Linked DNA regions of Mus musculus: all the other regions are linked to region 4. Evidence: chromatin contacts called from public Hi-C data. All regions are on one chromosome and are shown on one strand. The core of a region is the stretch at or near the end of the contact, and the rest is flanking DNA. Distances in the headings are between cores, read along the strand shown.

Evidence for each region. Hi-C and Micro-C count contacts between places; a contact is called where the count stands out from the background.
Region 1: a contact with region 4 is called in a Hi-C map of the N1E-115 cell line, with 6 times the contacts expected there. The contact joins two enhancer-like sites. A contact is called at or near these places in 1 of 15 datasets of contacts at CTCF or cohesin (the NIH/3T3 cell line) and 3 of 484 Hi-C or Micro-C datasets (the N1E-115 cell line, cochlea and nephron progenitors).
Region 2: a Hi-C map of the N1E-115 cell line shows a contact between it and region 4, with 3 times the contacts expected there. The contact joins two enhancer-like sites. A contact is called at or near these places in 1 of 484 Hi-C or Micro-C datasets (the N1E-115 cell line) and 1 of 115 datasets of contacts at active chromatin or transcription factors (bone marrow-derived dendritic cells).
Region 3: a contact with region 4 is called in a Hi-C map of the N1E-115 cell line, with 4 times the contacts expected there. The contact joins two enhancer-like sites. A contact is called at or near these places in 2 of 484 Hi-C or Micro-C datasets (the N1E-115 cell line and nephron progenitors).

Annotation. Positions count from the first base shown.
Region 1 is chr2:137,728,034-137,730,946 of GRCm38.p6, forward strand. No RefSeq gene overlaps it. Among named protein-coding and RNA genes, the nearest start is that of Gm14064, 66 kb to the left of the region's middle. Within about 2 kb of position 1,363, at least 25 of the 459 cell types and tissues checked have an H3K27ac peak or open chromatin away from gene starts, as enhancers often do. A contact at or near this core is called in the N1E-115 cell line, where this site is marked.
Region 2 is chr2:136,915,098-136,918,455 of GRCm38.p6, forward strand. The region is part of intron 2 of Slx4ip (SLX4 interacting protein); the gene reads left to right. Among named protein-coding and RNA genes, the nearest start is that of Slx4ip, 25 kb to the left of the region's middle. Within about 2 kb of position 1,559, at least 27 of the 459 cell types and tissues checked have an H3K27ac peak or open chromatin away from gene starts, as enhancers often do. A contact at or near this core is called in the N1E-115 cell line, where this site is marked.
Region 3 is chr2:137,642,624-137,645,855 of GRCm38.p6, forward strand. No RefSeq gene overlaps it. Among named protein-coding and RNA genes, the nearest start is that of Gm14064, 19 kb to the right of the region's middle. Within about 2 kb of position 1,743, at least 16 of the 459 cell types and tissues checked have an H3K27ac peak or open chromatin away from gene starts, as enhancers often do. A contact at or near this core is called in the N1E-115 cell line, where this site is marked.
Region 4 is chr2:137,306,574-137,309,619 of GRCm38.p6, forward strand. All of the region lies in intron 3 of Gm14055 (a long non-coding RNA gene), which reads left to right. Among named protein-coding and RNA genes, the nearest start is that of Gm14055, 21 kb to the left of the region's middle. Within about 2 kb of position 1,703, at least 4 of the 459 cell types and tissues checked have an H3K27ac peak or open chromatin away from gene starts, as enhancers often do. A contact at or near this core is called in the N1E-115 cell line, where this site is marked.

The DNA of each region.
Region 1 (2,913 bases), core at 113-2,612, 420 kb after region 4:
GTCTCACAAAAAGATGTGGACTCTCATCTTAGGGATGGGATTTAATGCTGTTATACTTCAGCTTAATGGGCACTGGCTAAGCTTCCTGTTTGGGACAAGGCCCATATCCTATTCCCCTATCATTTTCTAACTTTTGGATGAAAACCCATTTCTGTGCATGCAAGTCTTCAAGCTCTGGTTTTCTGCCATCAGTTCTTCACATTGTCCCAAGTATCTATCACTTCCCACTCTCCCCTGCCCCTCATGCCCCCTGCAGTGGGATCTTGTCCTTTCTTCACAAAACAAAACAAAAAATACTTCCATACATGTACACATTACCATGTGGCTAGATTGCAACTGACATCAATTAAGTAAGGTAAATTCAGTTATCCCTTGATGTCAGGAGCCTCTGTGGATACCAAAATACACAGGCTAGTCCAGTTCCTCATCAAAACACATACTTTGATATGTAATTTACACATACTTTTCTGTATGTCTTAAATCATCTGTATATTACATGCAACTTCTAATAAAACATAGATGGTTTATTAACAGTCATTATGACATATTATTTAGAGAGTAATGACAAATAAAATCTGCATGGATGGTTATAGAAAAAAAATTCCTCCATTTTTCATCTGAGTTTGGCTAAATCTAGGGGCATGGGACCCACCTATACTTAAAGCCCAATATACAGGGAGAAAGCCTAAACAGATGACTGGGGTGCATTTTGAAAGGGAAGAGGAGAGAGGAGACAGTTCAATAATTGCTTCCAAGCTACATGGCATGCTCTGTGGCTAGCCAGGCATGAGAGTGAGTGCTAGCTTGTTGTAGGGGGTTGGGTAGGATGGGCTGTGTTGAGAGACTTTATTTCTCTCATGTCTCCCTTTGCCTCTTTTCATGTTATGCACCCTGGAAAGCCAGCAGGAGGAGATCATTAGGTTCTGCCTTCACTCAGGATCCTCAGAGATGTGATCTCAGATAAGAAAGACAGTGGTAATTGTGAATTTGATGGGAGGGACCAACAGAAGCACAAGGAAGAGAGACAGGGAAAGTACAAGCCAGGAGATGGATGTGTTAGTATTCAAGCCCTCAGTGGGCACCCTGCTGCTAGATCATGTAGGAATTCTAGGAGGTGATGGAAGTTGGGGGTTGTGGCATAGTGGATTTATTTATTATTTCCCATCAGTTAAGGTTTAGGCTAGCTGTGGTGTACATCAGCTACCCAGTACATTTGCAGGACATTTGAGCCATTCATAGTTCCCTGATAAAAGCCCTTAGGCCAAATGTCTCAAGAGTAAAAGGCTTTCGATGTCAAGGGAAATGGGCAGGGCTGCTGCTTGCTTTGGCAAGTGGGAGGTGCCAGAGAGAGATTTACAGAGTGAGAGGAAGCTGGGATTTTAGGCCTAGTTATCACCTACTCCCTCCGCTGGCCACACCTTGCTGTAGCCTTCAAATAATGTTCACAGTTCGAGCCAGGATGTCCTTCCCCATTTAACTCCATCTCCCTGGTTTGCAATAAACATTCTCTGGCTGCCCTTTCATCTCATGCATGGTGACAATTCCGGGATGCCACAATCCCTCAGTGCTTGTCCCCAAACACACTGCTTCTCTGTAAAAAGTCCCTTTACTAAATGATTAAAACATACACTTTAGTTCCAGTCTACTGAAACCCATACCTTTGTGCCTCCTTACTATTGTCTTTTTAAGGCAAAGATGACTCTTTCCTCCCCGACGCCCCCCCCCCGCCCCTTTCAGAAGCAAAACAGTCAGTGATAAATTGTATAAAGCCATGAGGGTGCACATGGTGAGGAGGTAACACGCTCCTGATAAGTCCCTATTCTAAAGTCACGTGGTGCAGTTTGTTGTATAAAAGTATTATTATTGGCAGTTTGTTATATAAAACGCATTATTATTGATACCATCTTCCTAGCTCTGTAGCCCATTGTCTATTACTCTGCCAGGTCCCTGGTGGGTCCCATAGCTGTTTGATGTAGAGGAATGCTCAGCAGTGAGCAGCGGGTAGCTAGGCAGGCTCAGCCAGCCAGGTGACGCTTAGCCAGATGGTCCCCTCCCGCCCACAGAGGACACCATTGAAAATCTGAAAGAGACAAAATGTCTATGGAATCTCCCAAGAGGGACCAGATGCTGCTTAGGAAAAAGCTGTTCACAAGATGCAGTCTCTGGGCACGTGGGGCAGAAGAAACCTGTCTGTGGAGTAAAGCAGAATCAGGGAGCCGCCCCTTGTCATTTCAGGATAAAACAAATGCCCTCTCATTTCCCATTTGTGGTTATTAAAATGACCTCTCCCCAAATCAGAATTAAAAACAGATCCTAGAAGAAACTCCTGTACCTACTTTGCGATTTCAGTGGAGAGCTGTCTGCTTCAGGCTGGGCCTGGTCATTTTCTACCCCACCCCCACCATCTTGCTAGTATTTCTTTTGGCAAAAGTACATCCTATTGGAGCATATCCCACAGACCTTAAGTAGGAGGCAGCGGGTCTTGTGGAATGGAGCACTATCCAATGGGGCTCCATGATGGTTTTGTTTGATGTGACCCCGAAATGCCCGCTGGGATCTGTGAACAGACAGTCCCCTGCGGGAGTGCCCTCCGCCTCCCTTTGTCCTGCCCGGCTCCAGGCTGCAGCAGCTGATCTGGTTATTATAATCCTGAAAAGAATTTCTAGGTGGCCACAGTGACCATAAGGAAGCGAGAAACCATAAGGGCTGAAAGCCACCAAGAGCAACACATGGGCTATTGAGCGCTAATCCTGCCCTTAATTAGAGGATGGCCTCAGCCTTGTGGCGCTCTCAGCAATCCAAACTGAGGAGGAGAGGAGTGGGCCAGGGCTTGAAGCCACCATTTACCGAATGTGACGTCATCAGCACCGTTTTTTTAAAAAGAGGCAAACAAGTGTATAAAGAGTCGATAGG
Region 2 (3,358 bases), core at 309-2,808, 390 kb before region 4:
GTTCCTGAGAATTCTGTGGCACTGTCTTAAGTGTGCAGCCATGTCCTCATTACCCATACAGTCTAAATATGCATAGTGCTTACTTACTCTCTTAGATATTTCTCCTGGAGTACCTTACAGAACATAGCCATTAAGTAATACAGGAAATTAGGCTTCTGCATGTGTCATTCTGTCACATGTGAGTAGCATGTGACAGTACTTTGATCTTAAGACTTCTTTGTCATTTGGCTGCTATTTGTTATTTATATAGTTATTTGACAACCCTTTGTACTCACACATGTGCATATACCTACATGCGATATTTGTGTGACATTAGAAAAGAATGCTCTACTGTGTGCTTCACAAAAGTATGACATCATGAAGATTCTGGTAAAGCAGATAGCAGGTCAAGCACCCCAGTTTTCATTACTTGAAAAATCTATTATCTGTTTTATTTTTTTATTTTTTAATTTTTTAATTATGTATTTTCTTCATTTACATTTCCAATGCTATCCCAAAAGTCCCCCATACCCTCCTCCCCCACTCCCACTTCTTGGCCCTGACGTTTCCCTGTACTGGGGCATATAAAGTTTGCAAGACCCATGGGCCTCTCTTTCCAATGATGGCCAACTAGGCAATCTTCTGATACATATGCAGCTAGAGACACCAGCTGGGGCGGGGGGGGGGGTTACTGGTTAGTTCATATTGTTGTTCTGTTATGTACTAGTATTGGCATCTTGTTCATGATGTCATTTCTATAAATTTTTTGTCATTTGTGCCTGCTTCTGTAGGTTATTTTATAGCATGTCTTGAAATTAATTTATTTCTGTGTGTGTATGCACATGCATGTGCACTAGTTGGAGATCAGAGGGGACAGCCTTGGGGTTTGGTCCTTATCTTCCACTTTGTGACTGTGTTTCTAGTTCCCCCCTGCATGTGCCAGACTAGCTAGACTGAATTTCAGCAGTTCTTTTGTGTCTCTCTCTGTCTCTCTGTCTCTCTGTCTCTCTCTGTCTCTCTGTCTCTCTCTGTCTCTCTCTGTCTCTCTGTCTCTCTCTCTCTCTCTGTGTCTCCTGTCTTGCTTTGAAAGAGCTGTGGTTATAGACCCACACTACTGTACCTCACCTTACATGGGTCCTAGGAATCTGAACTCAGGTCCTCATTATTGGATGGCAATCACATTATCCACTGAGCCACCTCCCAGTCACTTCTTGAAATTTAGATCATTAGGTTTTTGAGGAAAGAATACTAGAATGTGAAACTAACATTAGATTTTACCCAGGATTCCTGAGTTCATCTTGTGGTTTCACTTATAAAATGACACGAAATCATGTTAATTCTTGGAGCAGCCCCCTCTTTATCTACAGATAGAAATAACAGGATTATCTGTCTCACTGGGTTTTTTCATATCAAATTAATAATGAAAGGTATAATGCTACGAAAGTGTTTGGAAAAATAACATTCTATGTGTGCCATGGAGCCCTCAGTAATTGTTTTACAGTGATGTTCTGTGCAGTAGAGAGACTTGGCCTTCAGTTCTTATTTGTTCTTGCTCTCGTAACTTTTTGGAGTGAGGACTAGTCTAATTCTTTTCATATGTGAGGTTTCAGTTACCAAGTCTTTATTTGTCTTTGCTTGCAGAGTCCTGGTGAGGCATTTGAGACAGAGGCAAGCCTGATCATCTTCCTCTCTCCTCAGGGAGTTTGTAGTGAGAAATTGTGTCAAACTTTAAAAGCAATACAGTGAAACAGAAGTGCTGGTACACTCTGCATAGCCTTGTCATGACCAAGTTGAATATCATGATCAACGTTTCTGATCTGTTTCTGAATGGGCTGCTGTGGCCTGTCAGTCTGTTCAGTGTCCTGTCAGTTTCCAGCCTGGGCTGCTTACAGTGCCATGCAGCTGTGATTAGCAGTCAGCAGAGTTAGATTTTACTTCTCAGTACTGATTGCTGGTTAGGGACAAGGGACGGTAACCTCCATTACCTTCTGTTACCTACTAAGAAAAATTACACAGTGAGAGGAAAGACACAGCTGGATGGTGTCGCCTGGAGTCACTCACTTGGATGCATACACTTAATAACTGGGATACAGAACCCAAGACCACACCCGGTTCTTTCCAGGATAGCTTTCTGCTTTCAAATGACATCTTATCATTTAGAGGACTGGCTTTAGTTTGCTTACATGTGACAGTGACATCCACAAGGACACATGCAAAGTGTAAGCTGCTGGACTTGGTGATCATTTTCTATAACCGGCACATTGGTCGATCTACTGTGTTGTGTCACATCCAGGAGAGGGATGAGACCCTGCTGCTTGGTAGGAGAGTCTGTGTCTGTATTCAAAGATGAGGGAAGGACTCATATTATTAGCTGTATTTATGTATATCTATCTATCTATCTATCTATCTATCTATCTATCTATCTATCTATCTGCATTTCTGTAATACTAAAATTTTTATTTGTAGAATTCCTTTTTTATCACATTGTGAAAATAATTTCGGCTGACACCAGTCATGTCCTTATTACTAATGTTGTGTTTTATAAAAAGATAAAGAGAGAGGGAATATGTATGGTGGAGGTGTAATAAGGTGTTGGGGAAGGGGTCCCTCTGTGGGCCCATGCTGAACCATCCTTTCCCTGTGAGGGATCAACCATAGGATGGTATAGTATAGAATAGAATTTATTCAGGGCTGGGCAAGGGGAGGTGAGAGAAAGGCAGAGGGGGGAGGGGGAGGGGAGGGATGGTGGAGTATAGGCCAGCCATGAGCACATGGAGAGAGGGAGGAGAACGGGGAGAGAGGGGGTAAGGAGCAGGAGGAAGAGCAAGAGAGAGGATGTGGCAAGCAATCCCTTTTATAGTGAGTCAGGCACACCTGGCTGTTGCCAGGTAACTGTGGGGCAGAGCCTAGACTAAATGTCAACAACTAACCTGTACTTTGGAAAGTTAAATTGTTTTGAGCTTTTGTACCCATTTATTAAAATACTAGGGTTAGGACTGGAAAGGTCACTCACTGGTTACAAGCGTATACTACCCTTGCAGAGAACCTAAGTTCAGTTTGGAGTACCTATATTGGGTGGCCCATAACCACCTGGAACTCTAGCTCCAGATGATCCAGTGCCCTCTTCTGAATTTTAGAGGCACCAATACTTACTTGTAAGCTAGCTCTGCATCTCTATCCCTCTCCCTTCCCCTCCTCTAACTAAGAAGAAAAAGAAATCCCTAAATATTAGGATGGGTTAAGTAGGTGTAGCCATAACTCACTTCTTATAGAATTGTTCATCTTAGCATAGAGTTCTAATTCTGTTCCTTTCTGTTTCTTGTTACTTGATATAGTTTTTTGTTCTCCCAGATTGAAGTTTTTGGCATTGTTGTTTAAT
Region 3 (3,232 bases), core at 493-2,992, 340 kb after region 4:
CCAAAAAGGGGGAGTGGGTGGGTAGGGGAGTGGGGGTGGGTGGGTATGGGGGACTTTTGGTATAGCATTGGAAATGTAAATGAGCTAAATACCTAATAAAAAATGGAAAAAAAAAGAGCAGCAAACACTCTTAACTGTTGAGCCATCTCTCCAGCCCAGTCTCGGATTTGTTGCTATTGTTTAGAACAAATCCCTTGAGAAAATTCACTGAAAAATATAATAACTTGTCTCTTGCTTCCTTTCATCATGTGTGCTAGATTTTCTTGTTGTTGTATATTTTTATGTTAAGTTTTAATGTAAGTTCTGTAAAGGATTAAGAAAAAAAAACCACGCTTTTAAAAATAGTAATAATAAGGCATGGTTCCTAAGTTACAATGAATAAAATACCTTTGGTAAGAAGAAGGTAAAGGCCTTCACAGTATGAAGATTAGACATCTGAGGGCCTTGGAAGTGAACTATGGCATTTTTTTTCTGACTTCCTTTGGCCAAGGTCAAGGCATCACTTAGCCTGGTTCATCATCAGTTTCTTTATCTTAGACAGAAAGCAGGATACTGGCTGCTCTCTTAATAACTGTAAGAGGATGGAGAAGCAGAATCTAAAAATCTGGAACACTTTCCAACTGCCAGGCAACATAACTCACTCCAACATCAAAATAGGTCATTAAATGCCATGAAAGGGTAAAGTACATGATCTGGAATCATCTTCCTTTACTGTTGTGAGGACAAAGGCTCTTTGTCCCTTTAAGAGTTTTCAGCCACATCTCCAGTCACATCCTAAAAGCTTTCCTCATGTGTTGGGTAGGTGTATCCGGTCACACAGCCCTGTTCAGAACTTCCTGGCAGATGTCATAATTTACTGTCACCCTCTTGCAGGAACCCAGAACAAGGGGCCCCCATGCCAGCACTGTGATCCATTGCCTGACAAGTCCTGGGTGTCAACCTTCAGCAGGCTCAGCGGAGGTGGAACACCATTTACCTGATAGAGCCTTTGATAAAGTTGGCAATTAGATGCACTTGGGAAATCCTGGCTGGAAACTAGTTTAGGAAGCATTACAACCACATCACGTTTCTTAAAAATTAATAGAAAAGACGGAGCACTCCGGTATTTGCTTTGTTCTCGGAAGAAGGCAGAAATATAGGGGTATATATGTAGTTTTATCTCTTTGGGTGTCTCTTCTGCTTCTTACTCTTATTTCCTCCAGACACAGTAATAAATCCCCTACCAGAGACAGGAGTGAGATGAAAGGGATCAAGCGACACGGTTTACAGTTTGGGATCATAGAGCCACATTGTTTTTTTAGGCCTCAAGCTCTTCCTCTCTGTTGTTTTGTTTGTCTGTTTTTGTTTTTGAGACAGGGTCTTAAATTGTTGCCCAGGCTTCCTTGGAACTCACAGTAATGCTCCTGCCTCATGCTTTCGGGCGTTGAGATTACAAGCCTGCACCCTAAAGCCCAACTCTCTTCCTGTCTTTATTTTTCATCCCTTTTTCTGATTCTTGGTAGTCTCTGTTCTCTCTCTCTCTCTCTCTCTCTCTCTCTCTCTCTCTCTCTCTCTCTCTCTCTCACACACACACACACACACACACACACAGAACAAAGGGGACTTAATATTCTATATGTCACTAGAGCTTTCTATCTTTGATGTTAGCACAAGAGCATGATTTGTTTGACATATATTCCACATCCCCCACCCCTTTGCTTCCTCCTTACTGGATGGCTTCAGCTTGCCAGTGATTAATGAGTCTGGAAGGTGAGCGACAGTTATCTTAAGGGCTCTAAAACATTTGTTTCCACAGCCTAGCCAAACTGTCCTGCTGCATTAGCTGTAGTTAGATTTCCTGTTGATAACGGTCTGCAGAAAATAACCCCCACCCCTACCCCAAAGCTGCCATCAGCATGAAGCCCTGTTTGTATGCCAACAGGGCAGAAGTTCTCACTGTCAGCCATGCAAATTTCCATTCTTCTTTAGGCAGATAAGCATTTTACCTTTGAGAAGGAGCTAAGGAGTCTGTTGTGAGGTTAGACCAATTCTCAACCTCCTTTGGATGCAGAAGCCTTATGAAATCAAAAAGTCAGAAGTGATCTGGAAAATGTGCTTACAAATAGTGGAACAGGGAAATGAGTTCTTCCCCTAGGCTTGTTCCTCCTGTGTGGGGTGAAATAGGTGGGAAGCAGGGACAGGGCGTTCTCTGTGTGATTGGAATTCCCCTGTAGAGTCACAGGAGATGAGCAAGCCTTTGGTTTTCCTTTTTTTTTATGTTTTATTTTGCACCTAGACCAATAGGCATGGGGAAAGCTGGCAGAGATGCGCACATGAGGTTTGTCCTCTTTAATGATCAGGTCTACAGAGGTTACCAAGGCTTGCTGACCACTGGAATATGGGGCCAATTAGGCCTTGGCTTCCTTTCAAGGTGGGCAGAGAATCATTTGGAACCACAGTCTATGTCATGATGCCAGTCACTGTGGGGAAGTGAATGAATGAGTCTTCCTTCCCATATTTGCTTCTGGACCCATGTAGTCATGGTCTCTTCAGCAAATAAAGAGGCTTCTTGGAATTGGCAGAGGTTGAAGTGGTATAAACTTAAGCAGAAAAACAGTGTTCTAATACTACAGAGAAAATCTAGAGCCTGGTGTGATGGTGCACACCTTTAATCCCAGCACTTGGGAGGCAGAGGCAGGCAGATTTCTGAGTTTGAGGCCAGTCTGGTCTACAGAGTGAGTTCCAGGACAGTGAAGGCTACACGGGGAAACCCTGTCTTCAAAACAAAAACAGAAAGAAAGAAAGAAAGAAAGAAAGAAAGAAAGAAAGAAAGAAAGGAAGGAAGGAAGGAAGGAAGGAAGGAAGGAAGGAAGAAAGAAAGAAAGAAAGAAAGAAAGAAAGAAAGAAAGAAAGAAAGAAAGAAAGAAAGAGAGAGAGAGAAAGTCTAGGGAGGGGAGGGGAGTGGAGGTGGTCCTCATTGCTGTGCACAACAGCTCCATCATATCTTCCTGGTGATGATTCTGAAGGAAACCAAGTTACAGTTTTCCTTATGATCTCATTTTACTGGGCTCAAAGCCCACCTCAATCATCATCTTTGGAGTCTAATGAGCTGTTTGCAGAACAGTGTTGAAAGGCACATAGGATAAAAAGAGAGTAAACTGTGTACATGCAGAGCTTCAAAATCTAGGCTCCTCGGCAGAATATTGCCTTCATTCTAGAAGAAACACTGGAGAAGTTTCCAATGATTCTCCTG
Region 4 (3,046 bases), core at 453-2,952:
ATCTGTTAATCTTTTATTTTCTTATTTCCAATACTGGAATGATAATTTATTTAATACTTGCCTTACATTGAATTAGCTCTAGACATTGTATATGTATACTGTATGCTATATGAGATATATGTATATGTTTATATGTAGAAGTATGAGGAAAACACAAAATCTCTACATGTAATAGATATGAAAGTAGAGAAATAATGGAGAGCACATAATGTGTTCAATTCTAAAGCCAGTGAATCTGTAAAGCAGGGTTTATTCAGGCGTATAGAAAAAGCATTACTAACTACAAAGCCATTCTATTATTTTTGAATCAAATCAAATAATGAATATGAGGGTAATATTTAAAAAGAGATGCAGTCTATGCAAATGCAAAACACAGTTTTACTTGAAACCTTAGTCTTTTTTTCATGACTTTTGCCCTTTGAGAGAATTTTTAGCAAAAATAGAAATTGGTTCCATGCTTATCATAATCACGGAAAGCCCCTGCCTACGGAGTTCAATTTGGTTTAAGTGAACCTGGATTCTGTTCCCAACTGCTGCTTGTTTTATAGACTCATTAGGGAGTGCTTCATGGTCAAGCACTTGGGAGACTTCAGTAACTGGACTCTGAGAAGCACTTGGACAGCGGATATACTAAGACACTATTCAGAATCAGATCCCTACTGAAGCACCATCTGACATAGACGTGCTTTCTCCGGTCATGTGCTCCATCCAGTGTAAGTGCCCAAAATGCCAAAACTCAGGGACAGGCGCTGTGTGTGTGTGTATGTTAGGCTGGCGTGTAGAGCTACTTCCTCCATTTGCTTTACTGTAGAAGGGGGTAGAGAAATCGTCAAGAAGTGCTCATGTCTTCTCCTGGGGCCATTCAGGGACCTCCAAGCTTAACAGGGTCCTTGAGCTTTGCATTGGCAAGGGATGACTTGGCAGAAGCTGAAAAACCTTGTGGCAGAACCTTGAGAGGCATTCGAGACATTGCCAGCCATTGCTGAGCAAGGTGAGGTGGGAAATGGCTCAGTCACACAGAAAAAAGACCAGACCTTGCTGGAGTCGCTCTGGTATGAGTGGCTGCGAGGCAGTTCCTGAGCAAAACAGGAAGTACTCTCCTCTTTCGTAATTGCCATCAAATAGATTGTTTCTAAAGGGACTTGGGGTGGTTTGTGAGTTGGCAAACCAAGTGGCAGTAATGAGATCCACACTGGGCCTGGGGATAACTGGATGGATACAGTAGAGAAGAGAGCTGACCTTAGTTCACTAGGCGCTCTAGTGAACTGTCTCAGGGTTTGGAACACTGCCACCCCCCCCCCCCTGCAGATGGAGGGATAAACATCATGCGTACACACCGATAAGTGTTTGTTTTCCTTAAGCATTAAGGCTAAGAAAAATAAAGTGGGGAGGGCATCAGGCCTTGGGGTAAGCCTTTAAAAGGTTTCCTGCTTTGATCCTTTTAATGGTTGTCTATTTATAATGGTAACAATCACAGCAGAGAGAAAAAGACTTCAGTCACTCCTCGGATCATTTCATCAAAATTACAAGTAAGTTCTCTTTACTTACGAGTGAGAAGCATTATGTTTTATGATTCCCTGAAAGCCAGGAGGAGAAATTGTGTACAGAAACCAAGGTGTTGTTGTGGCCAGTTGCCTTTTCGGAATGCCTGGAAAGGATCATCCAGAAGGATGCTCCAGATAACCCTGTCTGCAGGCAGTTTGCGGAGGGAAGAGACCTTTCTGAAGACCATTAAAGATGATTCATTACCGCAGGCCATACACAGGCTGTGCTTTATTACTGAAAAGCGTAAATCATCCACTGAAAAGTAAGTGTGTGAGCTACATTGCTTTGGGCACTGGAAAGCCCATGGAGGTACAGGGTGTGATTAGTACTCGCAAGGAGAGTCAACTTTAATTAGAGAGACACGACGACAATGCATACGATAGTTAGAACATGTGCAAACGTCTATGATTAAGTGTTGAGTTGTGAATTACAGGTTTTTCATGTGCTTGGATTATCTTAGCTATGACATAAGAGATGCCACCGAAGAGGCAAAATTGAGTCAGGTCTGCCTTCTTATGGTACTGGGAATTGAACCCAGGGCTCCTTTTATGCTACTTAAATGCGCTACTGCAGAGCTATCTTCCCAGCAGGATCTGTACAATTTTAACATGTTGAAGAGTCGAGAGGTCATTCTCACTTTGGAGAATGGTATGCAGGGGGACACAAAGGTGTGAATGCATGTGACACCTGGGGAAGCACTGCCGGGGCTTGATATGGTATTATTTGACCAAAATGTGATACTCAGTAACATGACAGATGAGAAAGGGTGATAGGACCCCCTCTCCCCCACCCCTGAAACGCATTCATGTCTCTGCTTTTATGGTGAATACACACTAAAATGTTCCTATTTTGTTCATTTGCTAATTAGATGATTTTAGGAGAAATTTATATGCCTGGAGTGTACTGTAATGGGCTACATACTCAGTCTTGGTTTTGCTTCCCCAGAGCTAGGCTTTGATACACTGATTATTTGAGAATAATCTTTGGAAACTGTGACAGAGAACTGGAAAACCCAGACACAGGTAAAGGAAGGCAGTTAGGTTACTAGGCTATTTGCTGAGGTGTGTTAGAGGAGTTTAACACCACTGCTGAACTCTGGAAATCACACGAAAACATGTTGCCTAGCGGGCTCACTTCAGGGGAAAGAAAGATTAAGAAAAGAATGTATACAACATCCATTAATTATTGAGTTCAGGCACACACACACACACACACACACACACACACACACACACACACACACACACAGAGTGCATGTGAACCTGTGTGTGAGGTCAAGAGGGACCAACATTCCTCTGATGTAGTTCCTCATGTGCTATCTGCTTTGTCTTTTGAGACAGGATCTCTCATAGATCTGGATAGAAGTCTCCAGGAGGTCCTAGGTGAACTAGGCTGGTTGGCCAATGGGTCCCAGGGATCCTGGGATTACAAATGCAAACTATATCAGGTCCCTTACTCATGATTAACCTGGGTGTTCATGCTTGCAGAGCAAGCACGTTGT